Regions from separate parts of the Hermetia illucens genome. Here region 2 is linked to region 1. The links are chromatin contacts, called in public Hi-C maps. All regions are on one chromosome and are shown on one strand. The core of a region is the stretch at or near the end of the contact, and the rest is flanking DNA. Distances in the headings are between cores, read along the strand shown.

Evidence for each region. Hi-C and Micro-C count contacts between places; a contact is called where the count stands out from the background.
Region 2: a contact with region 1 is called in a Hi-C map of whole body, with 10 times the contacts expected there. The contact joins the promoter of LOC119656158 here to the promoter of LOC119655578 in region 1. A contact is called at or near these places in 2 of 2 Hi-C or Micro-C datasets (an unstated tissue and whole body).

Annotation. Positions count from the first base shown.
Region 1 is chr4:24,796,190-24,802,567 of iHerIll2.2.curated.20191125, reverse strand. It overlaps LOC119655578, which reads left to right and starts at 3,938. Exons shown (of 2, transcript XM_038061511.1): 1 at 3,938-5,880.
Region 2 is chr4:25,238,543-25,245,024 of iHerIll2.2.curated.20191125, reverse strand. It overlaps LOC119656158 (protein disconnected), which reads left to right and starts at 4,799. Exons shown (of 2, transcript XM_038062495.1): 1 at 4,799-5,473.

The DNA of each region.
Region 1 (6,378 bases), core at 2,689-5,188:
GGATTCATCCGCCACTGTACCCATATGTTTATAAATGGCTAGGTATTCCGCAAAATTCCCCCCCTCGTTCAAACATTACTCATTGTAAAATTTCTAGTAAAACAGTGACTATTATGAAATTCAGAGGAAACAAACTGGAAAACAAGCCAGTAGGACGTTGCGTGAACAGAAGACCGGGAGGCTTGAAGCTTCCCCCTTTGAAACTAGACGTGTCAACTCTTTAATCAAATGTTGAACTGTTCTGTTTAGATCAACAGTTTGGGCCAGGACACGGTTCGCTGAGTGAATTTTGAGTTGTATCTGCAACCTTTGAGGAACGAAGAGTTTTTTTTATCTCCGGATTGCTGAGACGTGATTTTTGTTTTTAAACTGAAATTTCGTTTGCCTATACTGCTTCCCGCTCCCAGGGACAGGAAATTTACGAGAAAGTAAGTCACTAAATTTCTTAAGGGGGTCCCCGGTCCCGTGTTTTTTTCGCTTTTTTAATAATTTTTTTGAAGATCTGAAGAAGGACAAAAATACGATTTTTTCAATTGAAGCCAAATCTTTTTCTTCATTAGTCTATGCCCCCACTTTTCTCAGCCATAGACATGATCCGTGCGGAGTCGAGAGTTTTTCGCCATCCAGCGTATCGAGTCATTACTATTTCGGTTCAATTTTTGGTCTTTATCTATGAAGTTCAATGCTTAGGCCAACCTTAGCTAATGAGTTCTCATTAATATGAAAACGGTTGAGAAAACTTCCTTCGTAAAAATCGATTCCCGCAACTCCACATTCCAAGCAACAGTGACAGCGGTCTGTTCGACAGGGAAGGTACACTGCTCTACAGAGGTTGCCGCTCCCACAGCTGATCTATCTCGCCACCTGAGCAAGGTGACCCACGACGCTCTTAATCCACCTCCCTTCATATTCTCAACTTTGCCCCTCTCTCTGCACAAGGAAAACATATAGTTAGCAGTTCCCCTTGTCTCCATTCTTCGCTGCTTAAATTAAAACTAGGCTTCAGTTTCGCTATCATCACAGATACTGCAGCAAACCTACAAAACAGACCAAAGTCAACTCTAAACACGAGCATCCAGCTGCCAGATACGGATTCAAAGTTGGAGCCCAACCTGCTCGGCCATCGCATTTTCATCCCGGTGCTATTTTCGTTTCCGCGTTAGCCATGGTTATATATATCTTTTTTGTCCTATTTCCTTTTGATATCTTTTTGATAATGAAAACGACCTAACTCCTGCCATCAAAGTTACATTTGAAATCCGTTACTCATTTTGTATATATATTAAATATGTCTCCTGTTCATTCCAGCTCCAGAACAGAGCATCCGCATGTTGCTGGTAATGTTATTTTGTTTGCTGCCTATTGGATTTTCAACAAGTCTGTGATTTGGTTTCATTATTATTTCAAGGAACCAAGATTTGAACCCGGGGCAGCAAGAAATGCACCGTCCTCATCTGAATCCTACATAGAAATTTTTAATTTAAGATAGTTTATTCAGATTTAAGGGAGGACTTTGCAATTCGTGGATCCACACTTAATTTCACAATAAATAGACCTTTTCCAAAGGTCATTTGCGCCTATTTTCCCAACTTTCATACAGCGTTTTGCAGTGTCATTTTCGCTCTGAATTAGTGATCATAAATGTAGCTCCTTGTGCTCCAACCCCGCATAAAGATATCGAGGTTCATCATCAGGTTATCAAAAGGTTTTCTATTTGTCGACACTTTTCCCAACATTTCGATCTCCCAATTTATATACCGATTAGCTATTTCACCCTTTCCTAAAAAATTCTGCTTAGTTTTCCCACTATCTCGGTCTTTAAATTTTTGCGAAAGATTACTCCATTTTTCGCCAGTTTTTTAACTTTCCCGATCCCAATCTGTATCGGAGTTTGATGCTCTTTTTCTCTTTCAGGCCACCATGCTCGTAGTTACGCTTTTCTATATCTACATCAACTCCATTTTGTGTCCTTTTAGTGTCTACAATCAGTTTTCCGCTGATTTCCTTTTTCTTCAATATACATTTTTCCAAGCCCCATTTACGCAACACCCAGAACCACAGTATTTCTCCACAGTCAGGATTAACTATTTCACCTTACAGAGCTGATTGAATAGTTTATGAATGAACCTTTCCATAGTTTACTCACAAATTCCAGAGATTTATCGGTGGCTTTCCTTTAAAAATGATTTTAAACTTAAAACTTACAATAAACTAGTCAAAATGCACCGAAAAAGCCAGACAAGAGAGATTAAAGGCGTTAACCCAATGAAAATCAAAATTAAAGCCGCCCCATTCGGCTATGCTTTCGCTTCGGAACTAGTGTTCAATGCGAGCTTTTCCGTAAATTAAGAAGTTCATCATCTTCATAACTATTGCTCATCCTTCCGTTTTCCTAAATTTCCCTGAAAATCCGTTCCAGGTTCAACCAATCCAAGCCGCCAGGCAGTTCAACAACTTAATCATTTCGGCGCCCAATGTGAGTCAAAACTATACCAAAAAAGTTTGTTGCATTCAAAAATGTTTAATTCAAATCCGAGTGCAGAAATCTTCGCTTACAAAACAACTAAGTCATATCAAAATCCTTTTGAAGCTGAGTTTGGGAAAAAGTCGAATTTATCTAAACTCTTTCGCGTACATAAATTTACTGGAAAATGGTCCAATTTCTTTGCGGGACAACGATGTTGCATATACACGCTTTGTATATAAGAAAATGTCGCCTTTATTTTCCCATACGTGATTTCCACACGATGTCCTCCCACGATTTATTCTCCCTTATCCAGGAACATTCTCAATTTCATTAACACCCTCCGCGCGACAAAGGTGGTGGGGATTATAAATTGTTTGTCATCTCTTTTGCGTCGCCTGTTTACATGTGCTCTATGCGCCTCCATGCCATCCGTCCGAGCGTCACACCAGCACACAAAAAAACAATCCGCAGTGAGAACAGGGACAGAAACAAGTCGCATGTCCTCTGAAATGAGCCTGACTCGCGACTCTGTCTCCATTCACGTACTCCGGTGACGTCCCACAATCGGCAAATACACAAACAGTCAATGCGACACACTAACACTCGCCTCCCAACTCGCTCGTTCATTCGCTGATGTCGCATTCGAGTCGCTCACGTACTTCTGCCCATATTTCTTCCGTCTCTGTCGCGTTCGTGTGTCGCTTATCCGGCGCACACATTGTCGCGATACCCAGAGGTGGGGTGTAATCCCGCCTGTCGTTCCCACAGTCAGTGACTCTTGGACTCGTGTCCTTGGAGTGGAAGCAGTAGGCCAGATTTGTCACCGTCACAAGTGTTCGGCGGCGGGGTGGGGAGGAAGAGAGACTTCGACCCGAGGCACTTGTTTGGTTGGGCTGGTGAGGCTCGAGAATGTGTGCGTACTACTTGGGAGCTACCCCTCCGTAGGGTTGATATCGCCTGGGTTTTCCATGGTGTGTCTTCTCCGCTCGTCTACCGAGCAATGGTCCCGCAACATGAATCCCTGAGTGTGACAAAGGACAAATGCATTGATGGGAAGAAAGGTCGATGGAGGGTTTCGGCGAGTAACGTGTTTTCAAGTGTGAGCCTGCATTACCGATCAATGCTCTCTTTGAGAAGTTCTCTCTTTGTTGACTGATTTATTTACCAAGTTTCGCTCGGTAGTATGTGAACTGTTTGCTGCTGTTACTTCGAGCAAGGCGGGACCGGGGTGGGAGGGTACATGAGATTGTGGAGCTGATGGGTCCGTGTGTTGGTGTCAAAGGCGAATGCGTAGCTGTGTGCGATATGTCGTTGCTTTGTTGGTCGCGCTCGTTTGTCTCTGAGGTTGGAGACAACATTGTGGAGCTCGCTTTTGGGGACCGTCGTCGTGGATGAGCCGAGCGACTGCGAGTGTCGTTCGGGGCGCGCGATGCGGCGGGGCCTGAACCCCTCGGCCGCCCATGTATACTTCGCTCGCATACGCCCATTTGCATGTGTTTGTTGGGGCCGCTAAGTCCGGCGGTCGAGTCAAAAGAGTCGAGAGGAAGTCGCAAGCGAGTGACGCTGTTTCGTCACCGATGCCGTTCGCGTTGTCGTAATGCGGAGCCGAACGTTACTGCTCCGGCATTAGACGGACGCGACTGCCGCTTCTCGTGTTCTTTTTGGCCCCCGTTGTTGTTGCTGGCGCGGCTGACGGTGCCGTTGTTATTGTGTTGTATTGTGTTTTGTTGTTGCGCTAGTTGTTTTTGGCTGTGGCGCTTTAGTCTCCTGGATGCGGTTCGGTGGCTGAACGCTCAACGCTGGACGGGCGACACCTGACGCTAACGCGGACTGACTTTGTGTTGGCTTTTGGCTCTCTTCGCGCGCGTTGTCGTTGTCGTCGCCGTCGCTTTGGCCGCTGTCGTTCCCATTCACGTCCGCGTCACACTTGCTTTTGGTGGTCGCCGAATTGCGCTGCCGTTTGCGTTTTGAACGCAGTTCAATCGTTGCGTCCGCCTTGTGGACTTGTCCCGCGTTCTTGCCGCGTCAGTCCGCCATTTGTTAGGAGAGTCGGACGACATTATCGTTTTTGTCACCAGCCAACCAAATTGCAGACAATCCTCGGCAACTGATTTTTTTTCCTGTAGTGTCCCCCTACTGTCACTTGTAAAGAACTCCTGATCCCATTTGTGCGAGCGTTCACAGTTGACTATAATTCATCGTCGATTTCAACATGCAACATGTCGCATCCGCCTCCTGATGATCCGTGCCCCTAAGTTCGGGTGACATCCTCCGACGACGGTGCATCAGCCCCTCCCGCTGCCGGTCGAGGACGAGGACGAAACAGGAGACTGCCACTGTGCGGTGTCACTGTATTGCTGTCGCCATATCCCGGCATTGCTGTTGTCTTCTTCTTCGTCCCGTTGTTGTCGTCTTGGTCGCCTTTTTGTCGCTGCTACCGCCTCCCTGTTGCATCGTCGCCCGTTCCCATCGTTGTCCAGCTCGGATTCGGGCCTGCCGCACAACGCCTTGATCCGGTTCCCATTCTGTCGCGAAGTGTCATTGGTCGAGAGACGCTCCCAGCTCCGTGCGACTCAGTAAAGCACCCAAAGACACACAGCCAGGCATCCGGTCGCAGTAGCAGCCATTCGTCGAAATTGATACCGAGATTGCAGCCTCATTTTTTACTACTCTTGGTCTTTTTTTCGCTCGTCCCTCCAGCCTGAAATATTCAAAGGATCACCCGACCATCTCGACGCTCTGACCAGATCTTTACACCTGGGCGGTGTGAGTTTGCTTTATGCCTGTCGCGTAGAGTACCAAGGACGAGAACATTAAACGCGAGACCTGGTCGCAGGAAGAGACATCCCGGACAACGTGTAGTACACATTCAGGAGTTGCGGTCAACAATTTTTTTATGTCGCGCCGCGACCGGATTGACCCGATTCCACTCAACGACGAGCAATTAGTGCAAGGATTTCGGGTGTTTTGTGTGCGTTTTTTTTTTTGTCTTTCTGTTCGAGCCGCGCCAAATGAAATTATTACTGCCGCTCGGGTGAAAATTTCGGCAACGGAAAAACAACAAAGCAATCACGGAAAGGATGTTCTGGTGTTTCCTTCGCACATTCAAATTAGATGAGGATTTGAAAAGGATAACAGAGTTTATGGTTTTTGTCGCGTTGTTTGTGCGAATTGGTATGTTCGTGGCTTTACGAAATGTGCGCACAATGTGGGCGAATTTGTATGACAATTTTTTTCCCATTGAAAATGTTACGGAAATGAATGTTAAATTCTAATGAAAATTGAAATTATCTTTGAAAACGAATTGATGATCTTGAAAAATGATTAAGAAATGCTCAGTGAAAGTGGTCCTAAGATAAGCGAATGATAAAAGGATACAACGAGATAAAACTGAGGGATTTATTGCGAGAAAGGTAAGATTCAATTTTTGATTAACAATACGGAAGGAACGGATATATTTTGTATCCGCAATCCTTTTAAACAGTGGCATATCAAATAACTTTTTATCAGGCCCTTGCATTACATCCATAGAGTCAGTTATGTGTAGAAAAGATTTTTAAAAAATCATCCCTGGTAACTTGCGGTAACTCCTAGGCTTGGTCAAACCTAGGGCGAGTTATTCACAAACCGCGAAAGTCTCTTTGAAAAGCCTCAAATTATACAATGCTCCATTTCTTCACAAAAAAAATGTATTATATATAAAGCCTTTCCCATGTAGCTTAGATTTAGAAGTCTTAAAGAAATTAGAGAAATATTCCTTAGAAAACACATTCGGCCAAATTTCTTTTCCTATTTCTGACCGCCATATTTTAAAACCAATCTGTGACCCTCTGAGAAGAAAGAATACTAAAATACGATCATTTTTCATTGCAGTAGGATTACCTTTTGTTCTCAGGAAGATATATTTTAGT
Region 2 (6,482 bases), core at 3,550-6,049, 440 kb before region 1:
TGAATTCCTCCACGTGTTCCGGACAAGGCAGCATGAAGAACATCACCGATAGCAAGAAGAAATAATAACGGCAACAGGATGCAACCCTGTAACTGGTATCCTAATCGCTCTGGTATTTGTTTGTTAACTACTGTTGCATACAGACTCAGTGAAGTAGACTGATAGTTTCGTAAATGAAGGGTTATTTAGGCTACCCTAATAAATGCGAAGCAATTTCTACAATTGGCAAGGTCGTCGCTTCCAAGGTTGACACTCTTGGGGCTTCCTTCTGGAGTGCCACAACATCCTCCAGGAATGTGGAGGCAGGCAACGATAGCCGAAGTGGCGGTTGGAAGCTGCGTGTCCCACACGCTGGTAGTTTTTGCATTGAAAAAATTTACTTCGTTTCAAAGATCGTATGATTGATTGAGTTCCTTGACTTGGGTTAATTGGGTTAATACTTTGACGGTTTACAACTGTCGACCTTGTTGTGAAGGGAAGAGTTTTTTGTTCGTAATATTTACGATAAGCGTGGGGATCAGTTAAAAATTTCCTAAGCGGGCCAACTATGGTATAAGCCGCTGATAATCAGGGATGAAATTTTGGCCAAATTTCGTTTGGTGACTGACTAGTAAATTATTAGCCGTGGATGACAGGATGTGATGAGAGTTACTTCTGAGTTTTTCATTCAGAAACTTGTTCGGTAAATTCTTCGTGATATTCGCTTTGGTTAAGCGGGAAGACTCTGGGTTTTCCATCACTAAGATGGATGAGAGGTTTTGAGACTTTTCTCTTTGGGAATACCTTGGATGGCGAGTGTAGGCTTAGGCTTACCTGTGAAGTGACGTGCTGGTGGTACCGGTGGTTCTGTTGCGGTGGTCAGTGGTGTGGCCACTTTCGATGATGTTGATGACTGGGCAGCTCTTTGTGGCGTTGAAACGTATCTTTGTTGATTAGGTGCGAGATGGGAGCTGCAGGATTCTAAATCTGAGTAGATTGCTCGTTGGCCGGTGCTGGGCGAGGATACTTGCTCGCTCTTCATATCCTTGACTTTACGGCATGGCGCGGTTCACCAACGTTCCTATTCAGAGAAGCAATTTGGTTTCCTGGCTGTTTGCTGAGGGCCAAGAACTTATTGTTCCCCGCTTGATTCGGTTCTTGCTGTCATTGTTCTGCTGCAGTGGTCGAGTCTGTTCGGTTTCGTTGGAGTCATAATCTTAGTTGGATAGCGCTGCTACTGCCATTCCCTAAGACGTCATTTACTAGATGTTTCCTGCCCTAGCTGGAATCGTTGCTCGTTTTGCAGCCATTGGGGCTGCTCGAGAGCCAACTCATTTCGGGCAGGTATACGCTGAAGGTGCACTAATGATGTCTGTGCTTCAAACGGCAGATTGATGGCGTAAATTCAGGCTATTCAGGCTCTCCTGATAATGACGATCTACGTTTTTCCTAATGTTTCGGATAACTTTTATCGCCACTTCAAAAAAACGTTTGACCCTTACGACAGTCAGACGAAGATAAAAGAGGCCAAGGTCACTCACTCACACACTGGCCCCGGTATTTCTAAAGAGCGAGGTTGTCGATCGACGCGTCATTTATGGAACGCGTGCTCCAATCACAGCCTGCATATTTTGGACGAGCCAATTTCCAAGGAATATTCTATATATTTAGAATAATTTAGAGATCATTATGCATCGTGACCAATATCTCCTAAATGTAGCATAGCACGTTCACCACGCCTGCGTTTACCGTTTTCAATTCTTCGAAGTGTGCTTTACCTCGCTCCAAGTCTTCTCGAAAACCCTACACTCTTGTTTTACTGTTCTGCGCTATTAGATTCTAGGACGAGCAACTCGATGATGGGAAAGTAGGTTCCACTGCATGGCACAACCAACAAAGCATTCGCCGCTCATTTTTAAAGTTTGACCTATCCACTTCCACTTCCGCCCTTTAATCAACGGCAACTGGTCCGTACACTGATTTCGGCCATCATTCGAGATCTTCTCAAGCTAAAGTACACCGATGATACGTGTTTATGAAAGCTTGGAGCTTGTGAGTAACATGGTTGGTCACTGTCCTTATGCTACTCCCATTTAACAGCACTGAGAAAACATTGACGCGAACGAAACTCAATTTCATGTTTCTATTGAGATATCAGCTCTGCCAAATTTTAGAGAAAACAACAAAGGTTAATCTAACGCTGTTACTGCGCCGGATGATATCAAAGTCGATGCTGCCGTCGGCAGAATCGACGCTACCAAGATAAACAAATTGATTCACGCCCTCGACGTTCTGGCCGTTAGTACCGATAGGAAAAATGCTACGACCAGTTAGACTGAGATCCTTGATTTTGACGGTGTTTATCTTTAGCCCGTCTCTGGTTGCCTGTCTTTCTACACCCAGAGCTATTTGGCCAAGGTGCAAGGGAGAATGCTTTTGTGCAATAACAGGTCGGTAGGCTTTTAGCATCTCCAGAATTCCCCTATTGCATAGAGTATTCCAGATACACTCCCTTTGACGCTGTCAAAAGTTTTCTCGAAATCAACGAAGAGCGGAGATCATGCCTCCAATAATATTTGACTCAAAGTTCCTTTGCTTCTCAAGCAGGAGAAAGCTTTATTGGTGCTCCTGTGGAGTCTTTAAACTAAATTTTCTTAAATTAGATAGATATATTAGATAGATAGATAGGTAATCTCTAAACTGTATAAAGACATCCCAGATTAAAAGGGCTCTCAAATTTTGATTAAAATTAATACCTAAGCCCCGAGAGAACACCCTTTTTATACATACCAAAGCTAAATAGTATAATCCCCAGAAAACATTTTTTTTCAATCTCAAAATCATAGTTCATTGCGCTTGTATGAATTCGGTTTACTAAAATAATTGAAAATTTTCATAGCCTGAAACTTTGTGCAGTTATTCAACTACAAACCGCATTTGGCTTTCAGATTTTCATCCCATAAACTTTTCGCTTTCACATTTCCCTAGAAATCGGTACTCTTACCTTTACTTGCACCTCATTTGCTTTACATCCCCTCCAATGAAAACTAGCCACTATCCAAGTTATTTAACTTCTAGCAAAGAAAAAAATTAAAGCCGATGGACTCTCATCTTGTCCCGAAAAACTGGGTCATCCATCATTAGATCTTTCGTGGCATATCCTTTTCCGTGAAAATTGTGCTAAAACTCCTGCTTATCGACGACGCGTCGTATCGTATCCCTTTTTGCGCCGTTGATTAACGATTGCCTCGACCGGCCCCCGGATAGAAATCAGGAAGGGGTGAAGAGAAAGCGAAGTCGAAGATTAAACGAACCAACGTATGATGAGGAGAAAGGCTAAGAACAAGGGAGCTCTTTAAGATTCAAGCAGTGGAGCATGGTTGAATGGATGACTGAGTGTTTGTTGGCTGGATCGTCCATGCATCATCCTTTGCGAGCGTACTTTAAGGTTCACGCAAACCAATTAGTATCGATTGGCCATCAACTGTGCCTGGCGAGGCCGCTTGATTTTGGGGGTTAGTTATTGGATGATTCTTGCTTTTGTAGCGCTTTATGGCTTGGGGATACTTCCTTTTGTTCGGGGTAAATATTTAGCCTACGTTCAAGGAGAACTCTGCTTTGTTTTTGTCTGTTTAAATGGTTTTCTTTTCAAAGAAAGTAGTTCAAATAGAACTAAAACTGAGAGACAAACTCTAGGACATACTAAGCTAATTTGATACTGATTTCGATCAATCACACACAACCTTTTCTGTATAATCTAGATAAGAGTTGTCTGGATATTTTAGATAAATTGACACTCATCAAAGCAGTTAGCCTATAATACGATATCTATCTTATGTGTATCAAATCATTCGATCCCAAAATATCCAGCGTTCTGTCACTCATTCTTGTCTCCCTTCACACTATTGGCTTAGAATTTTCATCGCCCACCCTTACCTAACATTCTATCTAAATACTTCCTATGTATCCAGTGCCAAGGAAAACCAAGCATGTACATAATATAATGCAGTGTTTCCTTTGTCACACCTAGGTCCCAGATGTCCTTGTCCTGTTGCCGTCCCCGTAGTCCTTCCCTCAATTGCTATCTCCGGGACACTGTCACCGAAATTCCCATCCTCCCGGCACCCAATGTCGCATTTGATTGGAGAATTATATTCAGTGCGACAAAGACGACATTTCAGTGAATCTGTTTCCTTCGCTCTTATTCAATCCAAGCTCATTCTATGTATACAGTTTCAATGTATTGGTTCAATGATTTCGAATCAATGTGACGCATTTTAGCCAATTCCCAGTTGGTCATAAGTCGCACATGTCACCAACAACAGAAAAGTGTCGTCCCACGATTTGTCGTTGGGTTGATGTCGTTGTAGAGTGGTGGTAGTTGATGTGCTTTCGAAGTACTCTATATTGAGGGTGGCTGAGACGCACAAATACTGAGATACTTTTATCATATCGTTAGGAAGATACAGCGCTACAGAAGAGGCTCTGAGGCTCTTCCTAACTCAGAGATACGAATGTATTCATCAGTTCACCAACACTTTGACTATGCTTTTATCTGAGTACAAATGGTGAGACCAGAGTTTAAGAGCATGAAACTTGGTTTCCCCTCCGAAACCAGCGACTGTAGCTCTGGGCGAACTACCTTACCTACCGCCTTCTCTCAACTTCTCTGACTGTCGCTATTACCCTGTGAAATCTGGTTTGAGTCTCACTCTTTCTACAACATGGAATCACATACCGAAAACCGGGTCCTATTTACTTCAAATTGTATTGGTGACATTTTGGCTGACACGATGACGGTAAGGTGACCGAAATGAAAAAACCTGAATTGGATTTGCGCTTGCTCTCCTCACGGATTAGTTCATTTCAGGTGTATGGGTTTTCTATACGCGTTTGTTATTAGTTAGTAGTGTTGGTTCTTTTGTTGTTGGTGTAGTGTATTGGTGACAAGAATATGACAACGAGTTTTTGACCAGATCTGGGGACGGTAATTCGTCGACCCATGCGGTGACATGGGCAGTTGTCTCGTACTTGTCGTTTGGTGCGTTTCAAGTGTATCTTATATCTGTAGCGTTGGACTGTATCTATCGTTTTTGAATATCGTACTATATTACTATTGGTGTAACATTTTTGAATATTGTGTCAGAATTTTTGAAGATACTGATAATCGTAATTACATAAATTTATCTTAATTTGACAAATACTAAACCGTTTTCGTTTAAAAATAAATCGTTTGTGGTGAAAAACTGTTTAAAAAAAGTGGGACTTTATGAACAAATATTGGTCCGAAATGAGTGGATTTTTTGGAAAAAAATATTTAAATGTGATTTGATTTAAAAAAAATAATAAATAAATTAGAAAAAGTTACTAAAGATATTAAGACAAATGATTTCTATGCGTTCGTGACGATAGTGAATCTGTTTCTGACGATAAACATTGCAGAAGTGAAAATTTAAATTCGGCGCACAACGTGGGTGAATTTTGCACTACGAAGGTATGTATCTGATTTTGTTTTGTTTTTATCTTTTTCAAGTGTTTAAAAGGTGTGATTGTGGGAAAGTGTGACCTAGTTGCTTGCGAGAGTATATCTTATTCATGTTTTGAATTTTTAAATGTTAAATAGTCTTAGCCCAATTTGGGGTTAATTTGGCCAGCATCTTTTTGAGTCCTAACAGAAGAGAAAAGTGGAAAATAAAATAAATGAACCTAATTTCTGGATAAAAAGCCCAAAAAAGAAGAAATACTTTTTGATTACCAATTCGTCCTTTGTAAACGATGCAATAATTGTAAATATTTCAGAGCTTTAAGGGATTCAACCTCCAATAACTTTGCTTCCTATTTTGCTCCTCAAAAAATGCGAGAAAGGGGCTTAACATTCTGTTGAGTATAATATTCGGATTTTAATTTTGAAAAGGAGCATAAAAACTGAAAAAATGTGTACATAAAGATAATTAATTTTTGGGAAAGATAGATCCCCTTTTTTCTTATTTTAGAGTATTGGGAAGTGAATTGTTAAAAACAAGTAGAAAGGAAGCACCCACATTGGAAATAATTTCCGCTTTTTATAAATTTTATTGAAAAATAATCGGCGATCACCGTGTCAGCTTTAGAAACATCCAAATTCGAGGATTTAATTAAAAACGCAGGATTAATATCCAAATTCAAGGTTGATTTCAAAATTAAGGCACAACTCGGTATCTTTTTTAGTTTTTTCTCTTTCGAATTTTGCCCTTAAACTACTTGGACAAGATAGTCTCGACAATTAGAAAACTCAAGTGTAGAATAGAGAAAATATTTGCACTGCTGCTCGACGGAAACTACTGGGGTAACATTTCGTTTCATTTGTTGTATGTTTGTCCTGCATAGGGTCGTAGAAAAAAAATCCGGTCCCGATGTGGAAACTATGTGAAAAATTGGGCACGGGATGAAAATTATATGGGTCCTTTTTTCAATGAAATTTCCGTGGGTTTGAAAGTCCTTTCGGCCCCCCTTGCATCACGCTT